Linked DNA regions of Gossypium hirsutum: region 1 is linked to region 2. Evidence: chromatin contacts called from public Hi-C data. All regions are on one chromosome and are shown on one strand. Each heading gives the region's core, a stretch centred on a gene start, on an enhancer-like site or on the middle of the called end of the contact. The rest is flanking DNA. Distances are from core to core; before and after follow the strand shown. Region 1 holds the start of LOC107887265. Region 2 holds the start of LOC107887425 (zinc-finger homeodomain protein 11).

Region 1 (5,935 bases), core at 1,668-4,167, 150 kb after region 2:
TACAGATAACGATATAAGCTTCAATATTAACTCAAGTATAAAACCATGTCTATGATGTAAGGTTTCAAGGTCTGTAACATTGCCTGGAAGAGGGAAAAACAAGGGATTTCAAATTAAGGTACAAATAAAGGTTAATGACCTGTCTTTGCCTTTGTCGCTGTAATATACTGATGGCCCAAGCCATGATGTAGCATGGCAAGAGAAACCCAGCAGCACGAAGCAAGAAAAGCTGCACAAGGAACCAAACAGTTTAAGAAAACTGGCTCAATGGTATGATGACTGTAATGCATATGCTTGAACAAGTGCTAATGTGAATATGGGATGCAGCTTTAGGTAAAACTTACAGAGAAAAAGGTAGACACATCATCCTCTGCATCAGCATCTGGAACAGTTAATGCATGCCGCAACAGCAGAAGGGCCATTAACTGATAAAATTGAAGAAAAAGAACAACATCAATCATTTTGATAGCCGACTCTTTATTAAATGGTCATGTAAGAAAATGAACTATTTTTAAATTTTAAGAAAATTTAAGGAATCAAAAGCAGTTATTCTCATGAAAAACTTCAACTGAGATGCTCGTCCACCAGGCAGAATCTAAATGGTTTTTCTTCAGGAATAAGAGTTGGGAGCTGAAGGCCCTAAAAGGATGTGGTATAAATCATTCTCTCCACTGTTATGTATAACATGCCTAGTTACAGAGAGAAAAGGGAAGGAACAAGAAGAGAAGTTGTGGACATGAAAAATCAGCTGAGGTGACCAATGTAATTGTGGCCCATGTGGAATTGCACCACAGCTCCAGTGGCTCAAGTTTCTACTTAGATAGAGGGAAGTTGGGAGCTGGAAACTGTAAAACAGTAAAAATAGGTTTCTCCACGGTTAATGCAATGAGTATGCCAGGGGGGAGATGAGAGCAATATCTACCAAAAAAATAAAGTTCTTCGAGTATAAAGCTCAAACACCTCAGCAAACTCCTTTCTCTAAATCAGTTCATCAAAATATGTCCTTGACGCATGGCTAATATACTAATAAGTAGAATTGATAATGGCCAATGGGTCCAATTTTGAGCAGTACATGTTAAACATGATAAGAAATTTAATATATCCAGCAGATTCAGAATTAAAAGCTTACAATTAGAGCAGCAGAACGGCAAAAGGCAGCTCCACTGGCATTTGATGCAGTATATTCATCATACTCAGCTTCCAAAATTTGCCGTTCTGCCTCTGCAATGGCCAAGAGGCGAGGATCACGCAAATCCACAGGGGTGCCAGAGATTGTCCAGCCTCCACTGTAAGACAGATACAAAAATTAAAACGATGGAATCTTCCAACCAGATTATACAGACTAATCTGTCAAGCAAGTTTAGATCAAAGTTTGTGATGGATGTCATGCTTGATAAATCTCATAGCATATGCTGATTTCATCTTTACAAGAAGTCCACCAAATACCAGCCATAGCATAGAAATGTCTTACATGTGAGACCATCTAACTTACCCAATATCAATAGCGGTTTCTTCAGTTTGGGGGCGAGGTGGAGCGATATAACCAGGTTGATAAGGCTGCACAGCAAATTAAAAGGATAGACTACATCAGCAAGGAGTCAAAACAACCAATAATCAATAGCCACTGAACAAGAAGTAAGAATTTAACATCATGATTAAAATCCATACTGTGTCTGACCAAAAAGTTGCTCATATTTAACCACTATCGTGATAAATTCTGAGAAGTAAAAAGAACTATGAAAGGAAAACTGCATGATAAACCAGGAATAACGAAACAAGGCCTTTTCCCATCAATCAAATGGTTTATTAATATTCTTCCTAAAAGCAGATGATACTTGATCACCCTATTCCACACTCATTTGCAACCGCTTACTTCAAAAGCCACAAACTTTCTTTTCTTACAGACACAAAAGGGCCTACAGGCGCTAGTTGAAAATCTTATGACAAATTAAAAGGATGAAATGAAGCTGCAGCAGGCAATGCATGTCTCTAAAACAAAATAACAATATCAAAATAAGGGACATTAAGGCAAGCATATACCTGATGACATATCTCGCAAATGATATCTCCTTTCTCGTTGCACCAATGTTGCACGCATTTCCTATGCGCATACTGCAATTTAAAACAGATGGCATTAATAATATCAAAGCAAGTAATGCTAATTTCGATATTTAGCTTAATTTTACGAGGTTCATTAAACTGCAAGCGGAATCTAGAAAGCTCTAGATAATACACTTTATATTAAAAAAAATTCTTAATCAATTTTTTAATAATAATAATAATATTACCTTGAGGCTGCCGCTGCAGGCACAAGGGGTCTCAAGATTCTCAACGGAATCTTCCTCCTGGCAAATGCGACACTCCGCCGTTTGAATGAGCGGCTCCTCTTCGCCGCCTCCACGGAAGATCTCCTTTTCCTTGGGCGAGCAGGATGGGCCCGAAATCTCCGTTGAGGGACCAGCCTCCGACTCCACCGGCTGTAACGGCACCGGCCTCACCAGACGATCCACATACAAAACCAGGTGATCACTCATAATTTCTGCAAAGTTAACAAAATATTTTCAATTTTCATTGCTTAATTCAATCCAAAAAATAAAATAAAAAACCCCGTAATCGCGCTGAGTAAGAGCAGCGAGTCGGAGGTTTCCAAATTGGAAAATGAGGGAAAATAATTCTTTGAAAAAAAATTACCTTTAGCGGACGAAATGGGGAATTTATGTTGGATGAAGGGAAGTAACGAAGAAATCGGGGAGAAATTTTCTAATTAAGCTTCTTTTGCTGCGAACGCTTCTTTGTTTCCTTTCTAAATTTCCAACGATTGTAGTTTTTCTTTGTAGGATTTTATTCTTTTTATCTTTTTTCTTTTCCAAATTTATGAGTTTAGCAGAGGATTCGAGGGTGAGAGACACGCTGACGTCAATGCAAACGGCTCTAAGGGTATTTTTGGAATTTAGAAGTCGCAATGCCATTGCGCGTTACCTAACAATTCTCTCTTATTTCGGTGGCTGTTCGACTGGTGTTGGCGGTTGAAACTGGCAACTTCCTCTTAAACATTAATTCAATTATTTTATCCATATTATCTATATTATTATTTAAATCTCTAACTAATTGAGTTTGTTAGTATAACTCAATTGAAAATTTATTATACTATCCTCACCTATTTTAAATAAATTATATTTTTAAATAATACTTTTGTCTATTTACATTTTAAATAAAACTTATAAAAAATTACAAATGATTAGATTTCAATGCATACCATTAATAAAGCTTAAAACCTCAATTTTACTAGTATAATCAATGTTTCTATACTATTATTTAAACCCCTGGCTGATTGAGTTAATGTCACGAGTCAACTAAAAATAACCTCGATTGAAAAATTATTGAGCTGAATAAGTTGTTAATATGCTAATAAAACAAAATCTGAATGTAAGTGACAACGAAAGTAGGCACCTTTGGTTGCATTGCGTAACACAATAAAAACATACAACAAAAAATTGTTTACATGTTTCAGTTTCCCTACATCTCAAAGCATGGATCGGTGAGATAAATCCATTATCCTTAAACTCAATACAAGAAGTGACTTGAGTCCTATCACACTCCAGTATAGTAAGCTCACTATCCAAAGACTAGATTTCTCAAATCTAAATTTTCCACCAAAAACTTAAGTTGTAAAACCAGAAAACAAACTGGTTTTACTATCTCAAATGCACTTTAGAAAAAAATGTCTCTCTATAAACCAATGAGTGCTTTCAATACTTTGTATATAAACATATACATCTCATAAATATATAAAAATTCAAGACTTACTAACATACTAGAAGTACTACAATTCAAATCCTTATTAAATAGCAGCTAAAATAGCTAAAATAATATACTAATTAAGACCAAAGTGGACTATTGAAAGATACATCTTTAGTGCTCTTGATTCAATCTCCATAAAAGTAAGGGGTTTGATATGTAAGATCTTATACTATTCAATTCTCAAAATGTGTTTCTCGAAATGAATTTATCTTCATTGACAAGCTTGTATACTTCAATAATATCAACATCGATTATAGCTCAATATTTTGTTTCCAAAAATTGCCAACATTCAAGTAAGACAACTAAATTGGTCGTCACAATGATGACTAAAGTGGACAATTCTATTGCCACATAGACAACTACTTCAAAAACTTACTTCAACAATATCCCTTTTGGAAACTTTTGAACAAAACCATGTAAACCAATAAGCTAATCAATGTAACAACCATAGTTTCCCCTCATCACAATTCTCTTAATCCAACATACTTAACTTAAAGTATAATTAAGCATATTAACCATCAATACTTTATTTTGGATTTGCATCAATAATCAAATACTATAATTATATCTAAATAAGGTGCAGATAAGTAAATGTGCATCAAAGTAAAAAAAAATAATAATAACCAACCATTTTAAAAGTTTCAAAAGTTCATTATTAAAATAAAGAGGTTGTATATATAAAGATGGATAATGATTTTAACTCTTAGTAATAAAATAAAATAAAAATAAAAATAAGGAGAATTTTGAAACTAAAAATTAAAATTGTTGAACGAATGTTATCAAATAAAATTTAAGAAATAAATATGATAAAAATCTAGTCAGAGGTGAATATCAATTTTAATTCATTAGTTTGATCATTAATGTAAATATAAAATTCAATTTGATAAACTAGTTCTAGTTATCGAAAAAGTGAATAGGAGCCAATATCTCATTATCTTCTCAATAAACCCATAACAAAACAGCTAAGACTTAATTTGCCAATAGCATTAAAAAGTAGAAAGACTCAATTCTAACTAACAAACATACACAAGTTGGGCTCTTTTACATTATATTATTTCCTCTTCCAAATCATGTTCACTGTAACACCTTTACCCGTATCCTACGCCGAGACAGGGTATGAGGCATTACTGGAATTAAACACAAACAATCATGCAAACCGGGTCATAAAATTTCATTCATATATTAAATCATTCTATCACATGCACATAGTCCTTTATTTGGGTATACGAAACCCAAAACACAGTTTAGAAACGATTCGAGACTAAACTGAGAACTTTGGAAAGTTCTAGGAAAACTTAGAAATTTTTCTCATGAAACAGGGTCACACACCCGTGTGGACACAGGGGTACGCCCGTGTGTCGTCAACCCGCCCGTGTCCTCAGGCCATGTAACTTTCTGTTTATGACGTCAGCAAATAAATTGAACCACACGGCCAGGTCACACGCCCGTGTCCCCAGGCCGTGTCCCTCACACGGTGGAGACACACGGTCGTGTCTCATCCCGTGTAGTTAACTCTTAGGCTATTTTCCAAGTCTTTTTGTTACCCTTACATGCACACACATATACATGGATCCAATGGCATTCAATATCCTCAATTATGATACAAACATATCATTTACCTATCAACATGCATGTGTTACACATTCCCACATTAAACCAAGACTAGTCATACCATAGTTATCTTTGTGCCAATTTATTTCAACTTATCATCAAACTTTCATGTTCAAAGCATTACTATTTTATCTCCATATTACACATTTAATTCATGGTCATAAAACATGCATTCAACACACATGACATATTGCCAACCATGCATGACAAACAAACATAATCATATCTTCACATCATAAGCAATAAATCATAACATGACTAGCTAGACTTACAAGCCATAATCAATATGAGCCACATCTCATGGCCATATACAATAGCTCAAAATGGGCCAATACATTTGGCCAAATCATAATAACACATGTCATAGAACTAGGTCCCTATACATGCCACTCACTTGATAATTTTAACATATGTATTCAATACTCCAAAGGTATTGGCTTGATAGTGTGATGTTATCTCCGACGATCTCCACGCCCTAGCCGACCTAACAACACTAAAAGAAATGGAAATGAGGGAGTAAGCT
Region 2 (6,144 bases), core at 725-3,224:
AAAAGTTGGCAACATTCAAACTTCTATTTTATTTCACCTAACCCTGTTTGCCTTACAAGATTAGATATGAAGAGATAACATATAAAAATAGACCAGATTAGACATGAAGAAATCTAATAAATTTTCTGGGAATAAAAAAAAGTATAATGAAAAAGATTTGGGGTTTAATTCAGTCAAGGTGTACCAAACCCTAAAGTAGAGGCGGAGCCATTATCTGTGAATAATACAAAGTTAATAGGAGGAGTAAACATTTTTCTTCAAAATCTCCATAAATGACTAATTGAACAGGGCATGTTTGTCCTATTTCATCATAACCTAAAATTAGAACAAAACCAGTAGTTTTTAGGACAAATTATTTATAAGAGGACTCAAGAATCTTTAGGGTCACCAAAAAAAAAAAAAGCAACAAAAACAAGAGAATAAAAAACATAACAAGGAAGAGAAAGGCAACAATCAAGTCAGAGCTAGAAGACAAAGATTTATGTTATAATACGTCTAAATATCAATTAACAGATAGAATTAACAATGACAAAATAATTCTCTTTAATTGTTATCCTCACAAGTCATATCCTCTGTTCTCTCCTTCTTTCATCTGCCATCACCAGTAATTAGATTACTAATCACCAAAATGGAAAAATAAAAAAAGTTAAGGCCCAAATGTAAAAGAGCAGCAAAAACACCATCTATGTCTGCTGCTTTCTTTCAAATTCAGTAGTGTTTTTTTTTTCTTGTCTTTTCTAAATTAAGATGTAGAAGACCCATTATTAGTAGAAATATGAAGCTGAATACTATCCTCATTGTTGTGCATGTGACTATTGGAATCAAGAGCATTTCCATTATCTTCAATATTGTTGTTGTTGTCATGGCTGTCGTGAAGATTGAGATTTCCAACTGATAATAGCTCTTTCTTGCTAAAAGTGTTCTTGTTGTTGTGCATCCAAACCTTGAGAACTCCTCTATTAACCCCAACTTCATAGCAAAACTCTTGTATCAATTTTTCTTCACCCTCTGGCATTCTCCAACCAAGCCTTTCAGCGAAAGCATGCATCTTTTCTTTCTGTTCCTTAGTGAACTTTGTTCTTGACCTCTTTCTCCCACTTGGGTTGTTGTTGTTTATCCTTGACACCGAAGGATTGGAGTTGCTGAGGTGATAATGGTACTCATCCATTGGCCCTGAGTAGGCAGTGCTCAAGGCCAGCAGCATGTGCGGTGCAGAAGAGTAGTAAGAGAATGGCACAGGTGAAGGTGGGGTACGGCTTGGACCTGGGCTATGAGTCGGGCTTGGACTTGAGCTAGGATTAGGTGGGGGTGGGAGGCGGTGGATGAAAGCAGGGCCATCATAAGGGTCACGGCGGTGGAAGTTGCGGTGGCAACCACAGGCAGCACACTTGAAGGAGGCAGGGTCAGTTGGGGTAGCAGAAGGGGTAGGCATGAACTCTCCACAACCATCCAGGGCATGTCCACCCAAGCTAGCTGCATGGTTTTTGAGGCATTCTTTGTAAGAAAGCACCATTTCCTCCTCCTGCTGAGGGTGGTGGTAGATGTTGAGGAGTAATAAAGAGTTGGCGACCTCGGCGCTTGTGGGGTGTGTGTCTCTGATGAGGACTCAGCTTGTGGGTTGGTTTTGGTGTTTGATTAGCTCCGTTGGCCAAGAAAAGAATAAAAAGGGGTGAAGCCTTTGACGTGGTGAATTAGGAGGGTGGGGACATTTTTGTGGGGTTAGGACACCATTTTCCTTGAGGATGTCTACATATTTACAACATAGATTGATGGTTTAAGGATTGTGAACTTAATTATGATGATGTGGTGCATGGCAAAGGGGTGATGATGATGATGAACGAAAACTGATTTTAGATGGTATAGTTTTAATTTTATAATTATCATCATCAACCAATGTTATTGTTATAGCAGTAGCACGAAATTAATAATGATAAAAATGGAGGTAATTAAGAAAGGCATATCATGGAAGATTTTTCAACCACTAGTCACGTTTCCTTTGCCCTATCTTTAAATTTCTTCCCTCAAGTGATTTTCTGATCAGAGTTAGTTATGAGCAGTAAATAATACTCCACTCCATATGATTCAAGGCTTTGGATTTTCCATTTACACAAAAACCAGACTACGTGGGCAGCGATGAATATGATGCATACACACACTGCAGTCAGATTTGCCATGTGTCTGCCTCACATTTGTCACCTCACAGTTGACTAGGTAACTTGTTTATTATATACTTGAAAGATTCCAATCTCTATACTTTCTCTGTAAGTAAACATCAACATATTTATTTATTTATTTATATTGCAGAGAATAAAATAACATTTGAATGGGAAATACTTTAATGGTTTTGAATGCAAGGAGGAATTCCAGAAAGGGCTGATAAAAAAGTTATCCATTCCCTTCCTTGTTTTACAACCCAAGCAATGACCCTCATGACTTTATTAATGTTTAAGATAGTTAGTAGAAGGGGTGATTCGGATCAGCTTTGATAAAGAAAATTATGATTATTTTGGTTTCATAAATCAAACTGAATATCAATAGGTTAATGTAGGAGAGGGGGGGGGGGTGATAAATACATTGAAGCCTACCATTCAAATAGAGTCCTTTAATCAGCCTATTTTATGTCCAGACAAAAATTAAGGGATTTGGAAATGGATTTTGGGAAGGTTGGGACGGGCCATTTCTATAAAAAAAAAATAATAATTAAATGTTAAATATAAGGGTAGGTAGGGGCCATTATCATCCTCTTAATCATAATTCTCTGCTTCCACGTGGTGTCTGAAAAGCAATAATATACGGCAAGGCAAGGCCATCAAGTCATGTTCTAATTTTCTTCTACTAACTCGACTATAATAAAGTTAGTCTTTGCATACATTCATCTCTTTTTGTTTTTGGCATTGAGTAAGGATTTTGGTTAAATATAGAAGATGATTAATGAATGCAATTGAAATACTGGTTTAGAGATGTGATATTTTGTCCTTTATGCTTTGCGACTCATCTTAATCCTTCATATAATAATTCAATCATAGATAAGGAGGCATCAAATTTAAACTATTTCAAACCAAATAAAAAGTTTGATCCCAGCGTGACAAGAGTGGAGTGATGAATATGAATCAAATTATGACCCTAAAACTAAACAGAGCAAAGAATTAGAGTCCAAAACAACTTGAGGAATGTCCTGACAATCATGTCATCATCAAAGAAGCACGCGCATTTGTGCACAATTTGACACAATAAAGTTCAAGTAATGCTCTACCATTGAAACTACATTTTGACCATTTCTTCCATTCCAACCCTTAATCATTTTCATTACAACTTTATACCCTTTGCATTCAGAATGACAGGAGACACCTCACAATGTGTTATTCGTGCTAAACTTCCTTTATTTATTTATTTATTTATTTTCATCTTCCAAACCTTCTTTTTAGAAGAAATACTCTTAGGAAACTATTTTGTAAATTTCAACTTCTGTTATTATCACTTGCAATACTAAATAGTCTTCCACTCACCGCGTCACTCCACCCCCCAAACTTTGTTGCATGTTTTAAGTACAAATATTAAAAGTCATGTTCTTTTATATGAAAATTCTAGCTTTCTGGAATGGAATCTAGCTTTGATTCAAGTTTCTTTTTTCTGTTTATGTCAGCTTTGTAGACTTGCAAAATGCCAACTATATATGATAGTGATGAATGCTGTTTAAATTTCGACTGATTGTGGTGTATGAATTTATGCCAATTATAATTGTTAGCTGCAACGCCTAATGTAATTTAAGGAATACTCAATTGTTGAAATTTTTTTACCTTCATTACCGCATAAAAGATTAATGGATTTACTATATGATTACACTAACTAAAGTCATGTACTATGCATATTGAACATTAGTAGGTACATTGAATAAAATTATATATCTTTAGTGTTCAAAGTATGATTTACTGTTTCAACCTTTAATTATTGATTTTTGAAGACTTTTAACAACTCATTAGTGAAGTCTTTACATGAAAAAATTAAGCCAAGGGATTCAATCTTTCATTACAATCTAAGTTCCCTTGAATACAATATTTGTTTTTCAAAGAATTTGATGGCAAGAAGATTTCTACCGAATATACACTTTATTGGAAATATTTTAATGACTGTTTCAGTTTGAGTGGAATTAGTTATTGATATTGATTGTAATTGAACAAGCCTTTTATCTATATTTATAGATAATTTATTTAAGTAAGAAGGTGAGATTACTTTATTTGCTCAATTAGGAATTGTTAAATTTTAAGTAAAATATTTTGTGTTCACCAGTTTACATCTAAGCTTTCAAGTGGAAAGTTGTAGTATGAGATTGATTTCGCTCAAAGTATAAGAATGATGTTGCAATTTGACGAGTGAGTTGAACTTAAATCACAACTTATTTTTATTATTTATTACGTAAACAAAGTTTAGTATTCATCTCCATTTTTACTATTAATAGTTACTTTCTTCAACTGCAACTCAACGAGCTAAAAATTAGCAAACTTTCAATATGTGTAGCTGCAATACTTTCGCCATCAGAGAAATATTTAGATAAGCAGGAATAAAGTTACTACAGTTTTTTATCCATCTTCCTTTTTGGGATTGTTTTTTTCTCCTTAAATGAGACCTTGCTAGTGATGTTTATCAGAACAACCAGCAATCAAGAGGGTTATTGTCCTAATAATTGAGGATTCCTCAAAGGGAAAGCACATGTCCAAGTGGCCAGCAGAGCTTAACTGGGGCGGTTTTAAAGACTCAAAGGCAATGGTAAAAAGGCAGAGAGGAGCAGGAAAAATGGTCCTTAATTTGGTCTGACTTTAATTTCCCTGTGGAAACAACTAGAGTCGTGTCACCAACCATTCAAACCTACAGAACCAGATTCCATGGTCCACTCTTTTTAAGTGATTGGGCCCCCCACATACAAATATTAAATTAGAGATGCCCCTCTCCCTCACTATGCTCTAGGTTTTTGTACATATAGAAATTATCACCACAATTTACAAAGTTTTTATGTTATTTTTGGAGTAATGGGTGGATCATATCAGCATCCACCTAAATGCATTTATTTGCATCTATGAAACATTACTCAAGAAGATAAGATCAGAGAAGTAGAGAAAAAGAAAAATCTTGGGAGGCTGTCAAAACGGAAAAGGGCCATTCATTATAGAGGATAAGAATATTGCATTATCATGATCTATTGAATGTCAGCTTTCATCTAATCTACTCTCTTGATAAAAGTGTCCAAAATCTTGTAACATGAAATTCTCTTAGTGTAGATTTGAGCTAAAGTTCTCTTTTCCTTTTCTAGGTGAATTTAATGAGGTTTTTTTAACCCAAACAACAAACCTTTCAATAACTTCCATTCTTTTTATTTGCATGGATAGTAAAAAAGATGCCATACAATACAAATATATTATCACTGTGTCAGCAACTATGTTAGCAAACTTTAATTCCAAGTTTCAAGTTCAGTGTATTTTCATTTGGGAAACCCCTTTTGATTCATTTATAACTTTTTCTTTTAATAATTAAGGGTTGAACTGTGTAACCTAAAAAAATTTAGTTTGAAGTTTGAGGATATGGTCCTTTAGAAACCCAAAGAATGCCTCCAAACAGAGTTGGGCTTAACTGAGATCCTATAACTCATTTTTGTATGACGAGGGATATGCAGTAAAGCCCCTCTCCTGTAATTTTTGCTTTGTCTTTTTACGAAGATTGAAGTCCCAGCTAGAGCTGCTCATGGCTTGAATCACGCAAACTTGAAGACTTGATGGAACAATAAGAGAATTTGGATAAATATAAGAGGGTTTGATAAAATTTAAGTTTTGTTTTTTAAATGGGTCAAGCTTTAATTAAGATTATCTGAATATATTATATTATAAAAATTAATTATATTAATTATATATGTTAAATAATAAATTATATATATTAAATCACTGACCTAATAAAAATTATATTTCTTATCCAAAATCTAAAAAGACTTACCCAATTAAATAACTTAACCCAAAATATAATATTTTAAAAATTAAATTTAATACAATAAAACATTTATTATATTTATGTTAGTATTTTTAACATAAATATTTTTTAATATATTAGAACATATTTATTTTAATTTTTTAGTGCATTATATTTTTTAAATAAAATAAT

Evidence for each region. A called contact is a pair of places that touch in the nucleus more often than the background predicts.
Region 1: a Hi-C map of anther shows a contact between it and region 2, with 3 times the contacts expected there. The contact joins the promoter of LOC107887265 here to the promoter of LOC107887425 in region 2. A contact is called at or near these places in 16 of 34 Hi-C or Micro-C datasets (anther, callus, fibers and 4 more).

Annotation. Positions count from the first base shown.
Region 1 is chrA03:66,200,748-66,206,682 of Gossypium_hirsutum_v2.1, forward strand. LOC107887265 reads right to left here and starts at 2,918. Exons shown (of 8, transcript XM_016811454.2): 1 at 2,692-2,918; 2 at 2,289-2,539; 3 at 2,041-2,112; 4 at 1,493-1,557; 5 at 1,130-1,286; 6 at 345-425; 7 at 140-229. The coding sequence starts at 2,534.
Region 2 is chrA03:66,054,462-66,060,605 of Gossypium_hirsutum_v2.1, forward strand. It overlaps LOC107887425 (zinc-finger homeodomain protein 11), which reads right to left and starts at 1,975. Exons shown (of 1, transcript XM_016811663.2): 1 at 468-1,975. The coding sequence starts at 1,513. The coding sequence ends at 743.